Linked DNA regions of Mus musculus: regions 1 and 2 are each linked to region 3. Evidence: chromatin contacts called from public HiCAR-type and promoter capture Hi-C data. All regions are on one chromosome and are shown on one strand. Each heading gives the region's core, a stretch centred on a gene start, on an enhancer-like site or on the middle of the called end of the contact. The rest is flanking DNA. Distances are from core to core; before and after follow the strand shown. Region 1 holds the start of Vbp1 (von Hippel-Lindau binding protein 1). Region 2 holds the start of Rab39b (RAB39B, member RAS oncogene family). Region 3 holds the start of Dkc1 (dyskeratosis congenita 1, dyskerin).

Region 1 (3,729 bases), core at 342-2,841, 420 kb after region 3:
ACTATTTTAAAGATTTTATTTTATTTTAAATTATATAAATGTGTACAGGGTGTTTTTTAGTGGTAGAGAACATTTTTATTTTTACTGTCTTTTTTTTTTTTTAGTTATCAAAACCATATATGAACTAAATACAAAGGCTTCCCAAGTTGTATAAATCTCATCTCAACTTTATCATGTATTTATTTTTGCTATTTTTCCCACCCTAACTTTTTCCCTCTTAACTCCTGCCCACTCCCTCTTGGATTCATGGTCCCTTCTTGTATGATTATTACTGTATCTTATATAAACTTATAACTGAGTACATTTAATGTTGTTCATATGTACATGTACTTGGGGCTGACCATTTAAGATTTGGCAACCTATCAGGGGGGCTTGTCTCTGGAGAAAATTGATTCTCCCTCCCTCAGCAGCCATTGACTGATTGTAGTTCATCATCTAGTGTAGGGCTGTGTGAAATTTCCCTCATTCCCATTAACGTGTATGCTGCTGGGGTCATTATGTAGGACTTGGCTAGGCAACCATATTGTTGAGATTTCATGGCTATAGTTTCCCTGCCATGTTGTTCTGGCTGGTTTTATGTGTCAACTTGACACAGCTGGAGTTACCACAGAGAAAGGAGCTTCAGTTGAGGAAATGCCTCCATGAGATCCAACTGTAAGGCATTTTCCCAATTAGTGATCAAGAGGGAAAGGCCCCTTGTGGGTGGGACCATCTCTGGGCTGGTAGTCTTGGGTTCTATAAGAGAGCAGGCTGAGCAAGCCAGGTAAGGCAAGCCAGTAAAGAACATCCCTCCATGGCCTCTGCATCAGCTCCTGCTTCCTGCCCTGCTTGAGTTCCAGTCCTGAGTTCCTTTGGTGATGAACAGCAGTATGGAATCGTAAGCTGAATAAACCATTTTTTCCCCAACTGCTTCTTGGTCATGATGTTTGTGCAGGAATAGAAACCCTGACTAAGACAAATTGATACTGGCTTGCTTTGTTTTATAAGCTACTTTTGCTTTTATTTGCAAACAGGGTCTCCTGCAGTGATTATGCATATCTGGTTTATTGATAGATTTGCTTTTTAAAGAGTTGTTGTGGAGGACAAAACTCTGGGAAGTCTTTGGATCTAAGAATTTAAGCACAGCTCTTGGCATTTTTTTCACATAAACTATAAACATATCGAAAGTTTTGACCTGGAAGCCGACAAGTATCTCACTGAAGGTGGCTTGTGAGAAAGATTGGTGTATTTCTTATGAGTCCAGGGCATACACACTCAGAATGAAGTTCACTGGTCTGCAAAAGGGAATTGGGATTGCCTCAGAAGCCACTCTGGAGTGTAGTCTCTTGATATCTTCAGGTGCAGGTGGGGCTGCGGTTTGGCATGGTCTGAATTCCCAGGGCTTTATCCTTGCCCATTCCTTAGATCTCTGAGATTAAGCATTAGAATAAGCATTAGCCTTCTGGCTTTTCCAACACATCCTTTCTAAGCTTGTCAGTCACATGCGTGTAGCCAATCACCACCCACGACGTAAGCACCAATGAATACGCAGATTCGCAGGGAGAGAGGCGGGTCTGAAGTGCAAACGATCCAATCACTGACGCCAACGATCGATGCCTCAGAAGGTAGTTATTTGCTCTGGTGCTTTCTGAAGATGGCGGCGGCTAAGGACGGATGCGGCCTAGAAACTGCTGCTGGAAACGGGCGGCGGCTCCACTTAGGGATTCCTGAAGCAGTGTTTGTGGTAAGAAACTCTTTCTCAGCGTCTTAATCTGATATTGGAGATTGCTTTCCAGTCACTTCCCAGGTCTGGGTCGTTGGGAGGAACAGAGCTAAAGGGTCCCGGAAGGGAATGTCTGGCCTTTTGCCTCTTCCTGCATCTTGGCTTTTTAGGCCTGGCGGGCGATAGCTTTGAAGAAAGGTAGTCCAACCCCGGCCCAGAAGAGGGAGCAGGGAGGAGAACTGGGTAGCTGGAGACGGATGCGAGGCGGATTGGGGCGTGGCGTCCCTTGAAACTGACCAGTTGCTGCCTGTTGTCGCCTAAAGAAAAACAAAAAACAGCAGCAACGGTTATTGAGCTCAAGACCGCAGTGATGCCGGAGATGTAGATGGGTGGACATTTAGCACAGAGAGCAGGCAGAGCAGCTGTTTGTAGGGTGTGGGTACTGAGTGGCACCCAGTCAGCTTGAGCACGGCCGTGGTCCGTTTCCTTGGGAATGGAAGCAGACTGCTGAGAAAAGTAAACGTTAGCACAAACGTTAAGTCCATGTGTTCTTGCTTTTAAGAATTGAGGCTTATGTAATGGGCAACCGGCTGTTATTAGGTTTTTGAAACCATTTTATATTTGCTTTTAGTAATACTATTTAAGCAGTTTGTAGACAACAAATTTTATGCAGTTGTGAAGATTGTGGGAAATGCAATTGGAAGGTTTCATGTAACAGGACCGACCCAAGTTAAATATTTGTACTGAAGCATATAAAATCTTAGTCAAAATTTCCTTGATTCTTTTTTGGTATGTACCAAAAATTATATATATTCTGTCTTATTGCTAACATTCTTCAAAAGACCCTTTTTTTCTTTTACTTAAATCACATTTTATATTGTATATTTTAATGTGCTGGTGGAATAAATTTTTATGTGTATTCTCAATGTTCTGTGCTTTTAAAAATATTTTTCAAGTGATCTTTACATGAAGTAATATTTTCTGAGGTTCAGAAATTTTCTTAGAAAATTTGCAAAACTTTATGAGGGAGTTACTGTTGTTCAAATTTTGTAGATGTAGTTGATGAAACCCAGAAATAGAGGTATCCAGAAGTAGCATTTGAGCAGTCAGGAGAGCTTTAGAACCTCTTTGGTCATGCTCTGCTACTTAGAGGTGAGGAAATTTTGTGTTATTTCTCCTGATCCTATTATAATGCCTGATATATAAGGATGTAAATATATAAATTTCCATTCTGTCTTAAATATAACCCGATAGCAGTAACTTCAGAAATGGAATTAATGAATACAAACTTTATCTGAGGGATTTACCGTAAAATAAACTTTTATTTATTTATTTTATTTATTTATTTTTTTGAGACAGCCCAGGTTGGCTTAGAACTCACTGTTTGGATTAGGATGGCCTCAAATTCATAGTGCCTGTCCTGCTTCTGCTTTCCAAGTTTGTAGGTTAAAGACAGACACTGTGACAACTGGCTGTAAAATTTTATGGTTAAATTTTATACCAACACGATGTAATAAGCAGTCCAAACTTTATATAATTATCTTGATGTTCCAAAACTAATGGAAGTGGCATGATATTTTAACAACATAAAATTCTATGTCTGAGAGTATTTGAATCCTACCCAACTTCCATCTTGCTGCTTAGTCTTGAGTTTCTATGGGTGACAATATTTATGGACTTATTTTGAAAAATAAAATATGTATTCAATTGAATTAAATCAGTAAGAAAAATGATAACTTTGGCACACAATTTGCTCAATTCTTTAGTGACTAGGGCACATGAGTAGGCAGTGTGCTTCATTGCTAGCAATTTTCATATTTATTACTAGAGCCACATGAGAAATGTATAAAGCAGGCAAGTTCATGTGTCTTACATTAAAAACAGAAAAATAAAGAATAAATTACCTACATAATGTATGTAAACTGTCCGAAATGGTCTTTCTTGAACTTTTTTTTTCTTTTTTTGAGACAAAGTATGTTGTCCAGGCTGACAACTTTGGATCCTTTCGCTTCTACTTCCTAAGTTCT
Region 2 (3,329 bases), core at 817-3,316, 480 kb after region 3:
GGGAAATGGATATTCATAATTTCTTTATGTTTGAAGATTAATGGGGAATGATAATTGTATTGGAAAATGCTCCAATTTGTGAAAATGTTGATTTGAGAAATCAATGAGCAGTGTATCCAAGCTCTAGAATATATTTATGCATTAGTGGTTTGTATTTAGCACAGAAGATATCAAAGTATTTTAATCATAGTGTAAAGTTATATAGAACTAGACACTGACCCTAAATTAAAAAAAAACATAAAAATACAAATGACATATTGGGGAAATAGCTCACAACATACATGACATAAAAGGGTTAATGTTCTTTTTGTTAGACAGAAGTCCAGGCTGGCCTTCAACTACTTATCGTTCTCTTGCCTCAGCCTTCAGAGGGCTGGAATTATAGGGCTATGCCACCACTGTTGGTGTTGGGATAATCTGTAAAGTAGTCCTACAAATCAATACTATATAATACATAATAAATAGTAAATATGAACAAGCCATTCATACAGAGATCCCAGCAAACATATATAAGAGACCTTTCTTTATTCATGAGAACTTATATAAAGTATTTGCCAGAGCTTTGTACAAGTGGGAAGTTAGAGGCAACTTAATTACCTAACTAGTATCTTCTGCGTCCAACTAATGTTCAGTGGAGAATGAGTCAGTGTTTATGAACTGAGTCCTTTTGCTCTGGTTCCTCCTGTTCTACCTTACTTTAGTTCAAACTGTTCTCTACAAAGTTTTTATTAGTTTGTTTTCTGTCACTTATGTTTTATTTATGCTTTTCCCTATTCTGGGCATTTCCTATCTTTACTTGGGCTTCATCTTCTCCGGTCTCTCCTCTGTATTCATACATGAAATTACAAATAAATACTACAAAGGAAGAGCAAAGGATTGTGAAAGAAAAATAAACATGCTGAATGATTATGTGCCCAGTGGTACAGTAGGGAGTGGCATATAAATACAAACAACAAAACACTCTTTTGTGTGTTGCCTCTGTTTCTGTTTCTTCTGACCATGCTAGTACTGAAGTTCCAAGAAGTCAGGGGCTCTGACTATTTACTTTATATGGAATTCTCTTATGTGAGTAACCTCATACTATTTCTTCAGAAATGATTCCACCCTCTGGCAACTGACTGTATGATGGTTACAAGACAGTCAATTAATCAGTCTCCATTTCCTTTATATTAGGGCATATTCATTCTCTCTGTGTCTCTGTCTCTCCCTCTGTCTTTTCTTCCCCACAAATATAAACGGATATATAGAAAGAAGTCAATATACATCTACCTACCTATAGCTTTCAGTTATGTTAAAATGACTTGGATTTTTTTAAACTATGAATCATAGGGTCTGATTTTGATGAATTATACAGTGATCAATTTCAAGTTATTTATTAGCTACCAAAAGCAGATTGATGGAGTTGTGGTTCAAATAATGTGATAATGAATGGCCTTCTCCTGCCTGGGCGGTTCTTTCCTGCATCGAACTCAAAGGTAGCTCAAAGTGGGCTTGAAAAGCCCCAGACAGACCCTTGTTTGTCACCCTGGCAGCATCGCGAAAAGAACCGGGAAGTCCTCTTTCCCCAGGGACTGAATAAGCCCCAAAGACCCTCCCACTGCTCGCGCGGGCCCGTGGTGCACTCCCACCTGAACCTCTCTTGACCCGCTGTATCCCAGATCTGGAGCTTGATGCGTTTTCCTGGCTCGATCTCCACCAAACGGGAGAAAAAATCTACCCCCACGGTGGGATCTGAAACCTGAGCAAAGCGGCCCTCGGTGAAGCGGCGGATCAGGCAGGACTTGCCCACCGTGGAATCGCCGATGACAATGAGCCGGAACTGGTACAGCCAGATGGCCTCCATGGCAGTGGCCTGGCAGGACTCTTCGGCCCGGGCCTGGGGAGGCGGGAGGGGGCGCCCCACCAAGGCCTTAGCACAGATCAACCCGTTTCTAGATCGGCCGCGAGAACATCACTGGCCTGGTAGCCTGAAGCAAGGTAGGCCCAGGCGCTGGGGGAACGAAGGGATGGATGCTGCGCTCGCAAAGGTGATGAAATGGCAGCAGCATCAGCACCACGCACTCTGACTCATCACTGAAAACCGAGTTACTGTAATTCTCTGCGTAGACGCGGCAGTAGTTTCACCACACTGTCTGTTAGAGGAGCGCACACAAAAACGGACAGGAGAGTAATGTGTTCTGTTTTTAATTATACCGACCACTCTCCTATTAATATAAAAATTATTATAAAAATTAATATAAAAATCTCTCTGCCGTTACAATTGCAAATCTAATTAATTTTTATTAAATCTAGAAAAATACATAAAAGTAAACAAAAGTCGAATAATTGTCTTCTCCGGGTTTCCATGCTCAAACATGCAAATATTATTATTCAGGCATATGCATGTGCATTTATTGCTATTTATTTTTTAAAAGACACAAAATTTAATCCTATACTTTTTGTGCAAATAACAAAGTGTCATATACGTCTCTCCATTTCCAACACATTTTTAAAAGAACATTCACACTGTTTTCCCTAATAGCTGTCCTAATTTATTTATAACCAGTGGTGTGCAAGGGTTCCCTTTGCTCTACACACACACACACACACACACACACACACACACACACTTGTTATCTTTAATCTTGTTCCCCTCTGCTGATTAGAAGAGCACAAAATCAGTCTCCTCATTACCATAAAATATGCAATAAAGTTTCCCAGCAGTAGGAGAAATCCCAGGGAGTCAGCACATTTTGAGTGCAATGTATAAACCTTGCTATGGGTAATCCGCTTTCATGATCATGGCATATCTTGTGCTAGGTAAGTATCTCTTTTGTCTTTTTGATAATTGTCCTTCATATCTTGGTGAGATGATATTCTACTGTGATTTGCACTTTCTTTATGATTAGTGATATTGAATATTTTTAAGATTTCTTTTCATGATTATTTGCATATATTCTGAGAAATATGTTTAGATTTAATGCTTATTTTTATTGGATATGTTCTTTATTTACATTTAAAATGTTTTACCCTTTCTCGGTTTCCCCTCCAGAACCCCCCATCCCATTCTCCCTCCCACTGTTCTATGAGGGTGCTCCCACACCCAACCACCCACTCCCACTTCCTGGTCCTGGCATTCCCCTACACTGGGGCATCAAGCCTTCACAAGACCAAAGGCCTCTCCTCCCATTGATGTCCCACAAGGCCATCCTCTGCTACATATGCAGCTGGAGCCATGAGTCGCTCCATGTGTACTCTTTGGTTGGTGGTTTAGTCTCTGGGAGCTCTGGGGGTTCTGGTTGGTTGATATTGTTGTTTTTCCTATGGGGTTGCTAACCCCTTCAACCCCT
Region 3 (3,348 bases), core at 294-2,793:
GCAGCTTCTAGGTTTTTAAATTGTGTCCTGGGGCAAAGCAGAGGTTAACTCTTGGCTTAAGAAAATCTGTCTGAGGGGAATGAACTTTTCTTTCTTTGCTCTCATCCATCACTCACTCACTCACTCACTCACTCACTCACTCACACTTCACTGTTGAACCTTATCATCAACCCTTAAAAAGTATTTTAAGCATAAACAGGACCTAAGTTTAATGATACTTTCAGGCTGCTTATTAAGACAATCTAGGGAAAGTAGAAAAAGTTGGGACTTCAGGAAGCTACTGGAGAAATAGAGACATTATAATGATGGTTAGAGAAGTAAGAGTGAAGAAAAATCCACGGGTTCTGGAACTCTCCGAAAGCAAAATCTCTCCAAAAAGATTTGAGCATAGAGATACAGGACAAAGATGAAGGCACTGGACAAATGGCAAATGAGTACTTCAGATTTACTCACCCTATTAATTATCACTGGAGCATTATAAAATAACATTTAATTCTAAGGGTCTTATCTGTTAATAGTCAATTCTGATCATTACCACTATTAGCAAAATGAATTCCATAAAGACATAAAAACCCATTGTAAGTCATAGTAAAAAAGAAAAAAAAAACAGAAAAAAAAACTGAAAAAATCTGATTTTAGCATTGTAGATCAGAAGAAAAAGAATACTATTTTTTTTTTTTTTGTCAGCAACAACTAACTGGAAAACTATTGGCAAATGATTCCATCTACAATGAAGATAACTAATGATCTATCAAATTCACTAGATATGGGTTATGAATCCAGAAAGCCAAAAGAATCTACAGAGGTAGAATAGGAAACAGGGTGAAGGAGGATATTCCAGAGATCTTATCTCAAAGGCAGTAGCTCGGATTAACAGCCAGAAGACTCTACCCGACAAAAGTCAGGGCTCAATCCTAGAGCTGTTACTTTCTGGCTGTTACATTATCTCAGCCACTAGAGCTCTGCACTTGATGTCCAGGCTGTGGAATTCGAACTTAAGTGTACAGGTTAAGTGTGAAACACACTGGAAAAAAACTTCATACAGAAAAAAGCAAAACATTACACACTGCTGCATATTGCTTCCGTATTAAAATAACATGCCAGATCCGCAGGGTTATGTAAAATTAACTACCAGAATCACTTTCAACCTTTTTAGTTTGATGTAGCTGCTAGAAAATTTAAAAGTTTACACGAGGCTTGCACTCAATTCCTATTGGCCAATACAGCCATAACTTAATAGGAATTTCAAGGAGTAAACAGCTTTCACTTTGACACTGTGTACCTCAATGTCTTTTTCAATTGAAACTGACATGATAGCAAGCAAAAAAATGTCTGTTTGAGTTAAAACCAGCTATTTATAGCGCGCTAAGAAGGATGTCCAAGTGCTGAAGCTGAAGCTAGACTGGAGGAGGGTACAGTACAGCCCACCCGCTGTAGTCTGTTACTGCAGAAGCCTGGCCAAGGTTCCAAGGCGCTCTGCCAAGGGTTGGCAGTGTGGGGTTGGGGTGGGGAGGAGTGAGGGGGAGCTTCCAGGCGCATGTGCGGTCACACCTCCGTGGCCGAATCAGCCAATGGGATTGAGTAGACAGTCCGCGGGTTCGTAGAGATTCCTGCCCCCGTACCCCGTCCTGTCCTCCTCCTCCTCCTCCTCTTCTCTACGTCCCTTTTTTATATCAGCAAGCTAGGGGCGGTGCAACGGTGGGCGGGTCCTAATGACGTGCCCGGACGGGTCTCACACCATAGGAGTCTACAGTTCTTAGTTTGTGGCGGCTTGGGCGGGACGCACGCGGTGCAGTTCAAGATGGCGGATGCAGAAGGTAAGAGGTTCTGGTGGCAGTGCCATGAGACCTGTGGGGCCTCCTACACGACCCGGAGCTAGTTATAGTGAGATTGCATCGTGACCCGCGGTTCCCCGTGTTCCCGCTCGCAGTTTGGCTGTCTCACCACTCGGCTCTGGCTCTACCTGTGAATGCACGCATTCGTGACCAGTGACTAGGCTTCATTAGATCCTGGCTTCGTGCAAAAGATTCTACCAGGGTCCCCTCCCAAAGGCATCAGCCGTGGAGGCGACTGTGTCGTGATAAGGAGACGCGGTAGCATTTCTGCTGGCACTAGGCAGGACATTATGGAAATGAGGGTAGCAAAGGTGCAGAGCAAGGGTTAGGAAGGAAAGGAACAGAGGAGTTGGAAGCAAGTGTAACTCAGACCTACAAGAAAAACTTTAAGAGATCACAAGCCCCTATGGACAGTGCAGTGTTCGTTTGTGAAACTTTCCAGCCTGTGGACAAGTGCTTCCCTAAGTAATATTTGGCCTTGCCACAGCCACGTGGAGAACCCGAAGGGAAGCCAACACGTGCTAGAGTCATTTACCAGCCAAGCCATCCTAGTGTTTGGCCTCACAAACGTAAGTTCTCTCCAGTAATGTCAGACTTTAAAATGTTTTCTTTGTCCCGATTTTAGAGTTAATTTTAAACTTTGGTTTTAGTTTTCAAAATCTTCAAATATTGAGTTTGTTTCTTGTAGTAATTACATTCCCAAAGAAGCATAAGAAGAAAAAAGACCGGAAGCCATTACAAGAAGATGATGTTGCCGTGAGTAGAAATTTACTTTGCTTCGACTGATTGAGATAATTTAGTAAACAGCACATTAAAGGGGGAAAGTGCTTTTAAATATTCTCAATCAATATGCTAGTACTTAGTGGTCATTATGTAGAACGGGCAAAAACCTGAAATCATACAACTCCCAGAGAAATTTTCTAACATGCATGGCATGCTAAATGGTGAGCTATTGACCCTGAATTTCTCTGCCTTACTCCATCAGCAGACCCATGGTTTTGTTAAAATATTTGGATTCAACTTGATCTTCCTAAAGTTGAGTGACCTGGGTTTCAGAAATCACACCCCTCCTTTCCTCTTGTTTAAAAGGCATGCACTTCCAAAATTAAGCTGAGAAATGTTTCTGCTCTATTGAAGGAAATACAACATGCTGAAGAATTTCTTATCAAACCAGAATCTAAAGTGGCTCAATTAGACACTTCTCAGTGGCCCTTGTTACTAAAGGTATGTTTTCTGTGTATCAGATGGATGCTTGAATTCCATATTATTTCTAGTTAATGCTTACTGCTGGGGTGTTGTGTTGCATGCTCTTTATTCCAGTGGGCCAGGCAAGCCTAGTTTACATAAAGAGACCCTGTCTCAAAAAAGGAATGCTCACTGCCAGCATAGTTTACATTTAGAAAACTTTAAATGATGTAGCATGGAATATAGTATGTCACCAAAATGTCAATTGCTGTTAGGTTTTAGACAATTGCACTTTTGAAATCAACTCCTGTAGACTGTTTCAGTGCCT

What was found. Promoter capture Hi-C pulls out the DNA fragments that hold promoters and counts their contacts. HiCAR-type assays count read pairs that join an accessible place to other places.
Region 1: a promoter capture Hi-C map of erythroid cells shows a contact between it and region 3, with 86 times the contacts expected there. The contact joins the promoter of Vbp1 here to the promoter of Dkc1 in region 3. A contact is called at or near these places in 10 of 39 promoter capture datasets (the C10 cell line, the HPC-7 cell line, cranial neural crest and 6 more), 10 of 484 Hi-C or Micro-C datasets (the Ba/F3 cell line, CD8 T cells, cortical neurons and 5 more), 2 of 115 datasets of contacts at active chromatin or transcription factors (the 230-238 cell line and astrocytes) and 2 of 9 other capture datasets (adipose tissue and liver).
Region 2: a contact with region 3 is called in a HiCAR-type map of astrocytes, with 2.6 times the contacts expected there. The contact joins the promoter of Rab39b here to the promoter of Dkc1 in region 3. A contact is called at or near these places in 1 of 39 promoter capture datasets (cranial neural crest) and 1 of 115 datasets of contacts at active chromatin or transcription factors (astrocytes).

What each region holds. Positions count from the first base shown.
Region 1 is chrX:75,512,706-75,516,434 of GRCm38.p6, forward strand. It overlaps Vbp1 (von Hippel-Lindau binding protein 1), which reads left to right and starts at 1,592. Exons shown (of 6, transcript NM_011692.2): 1 at 1,592-1,723. The coding sequence starts at 1,634.
Region 2 is chrX:75,576,165-75,579,493 of GRCm38.p6, forward strand. Rab39b (RAB39B, member RAS oncogene family) reads right to left here and starts at 2,067. Exons shown (of 2, transcript NM_175122.6): 1 at 1,629-2,067. The coding sequence starts at 1,843. It overlaps Gm25421 (a small nuclear RNA gene), which reads right to left and starts at 2,807; the gene lies at 2,644-2,807.
Region 3 is chrX:75,094,311-75,097,658 of GRCm38.p6, forward strand. It overlaps Dkc1 (dyskeratosis congenita 1, dyskerin), which reads left to right and starts at 1,544. Exons shown (of 15, transcript NM_001030307.2): 1 at 1,544-1,817; 2 at 2,524-2,591; 3 at 2,973-3,059. The coding sequence starts at 1,802.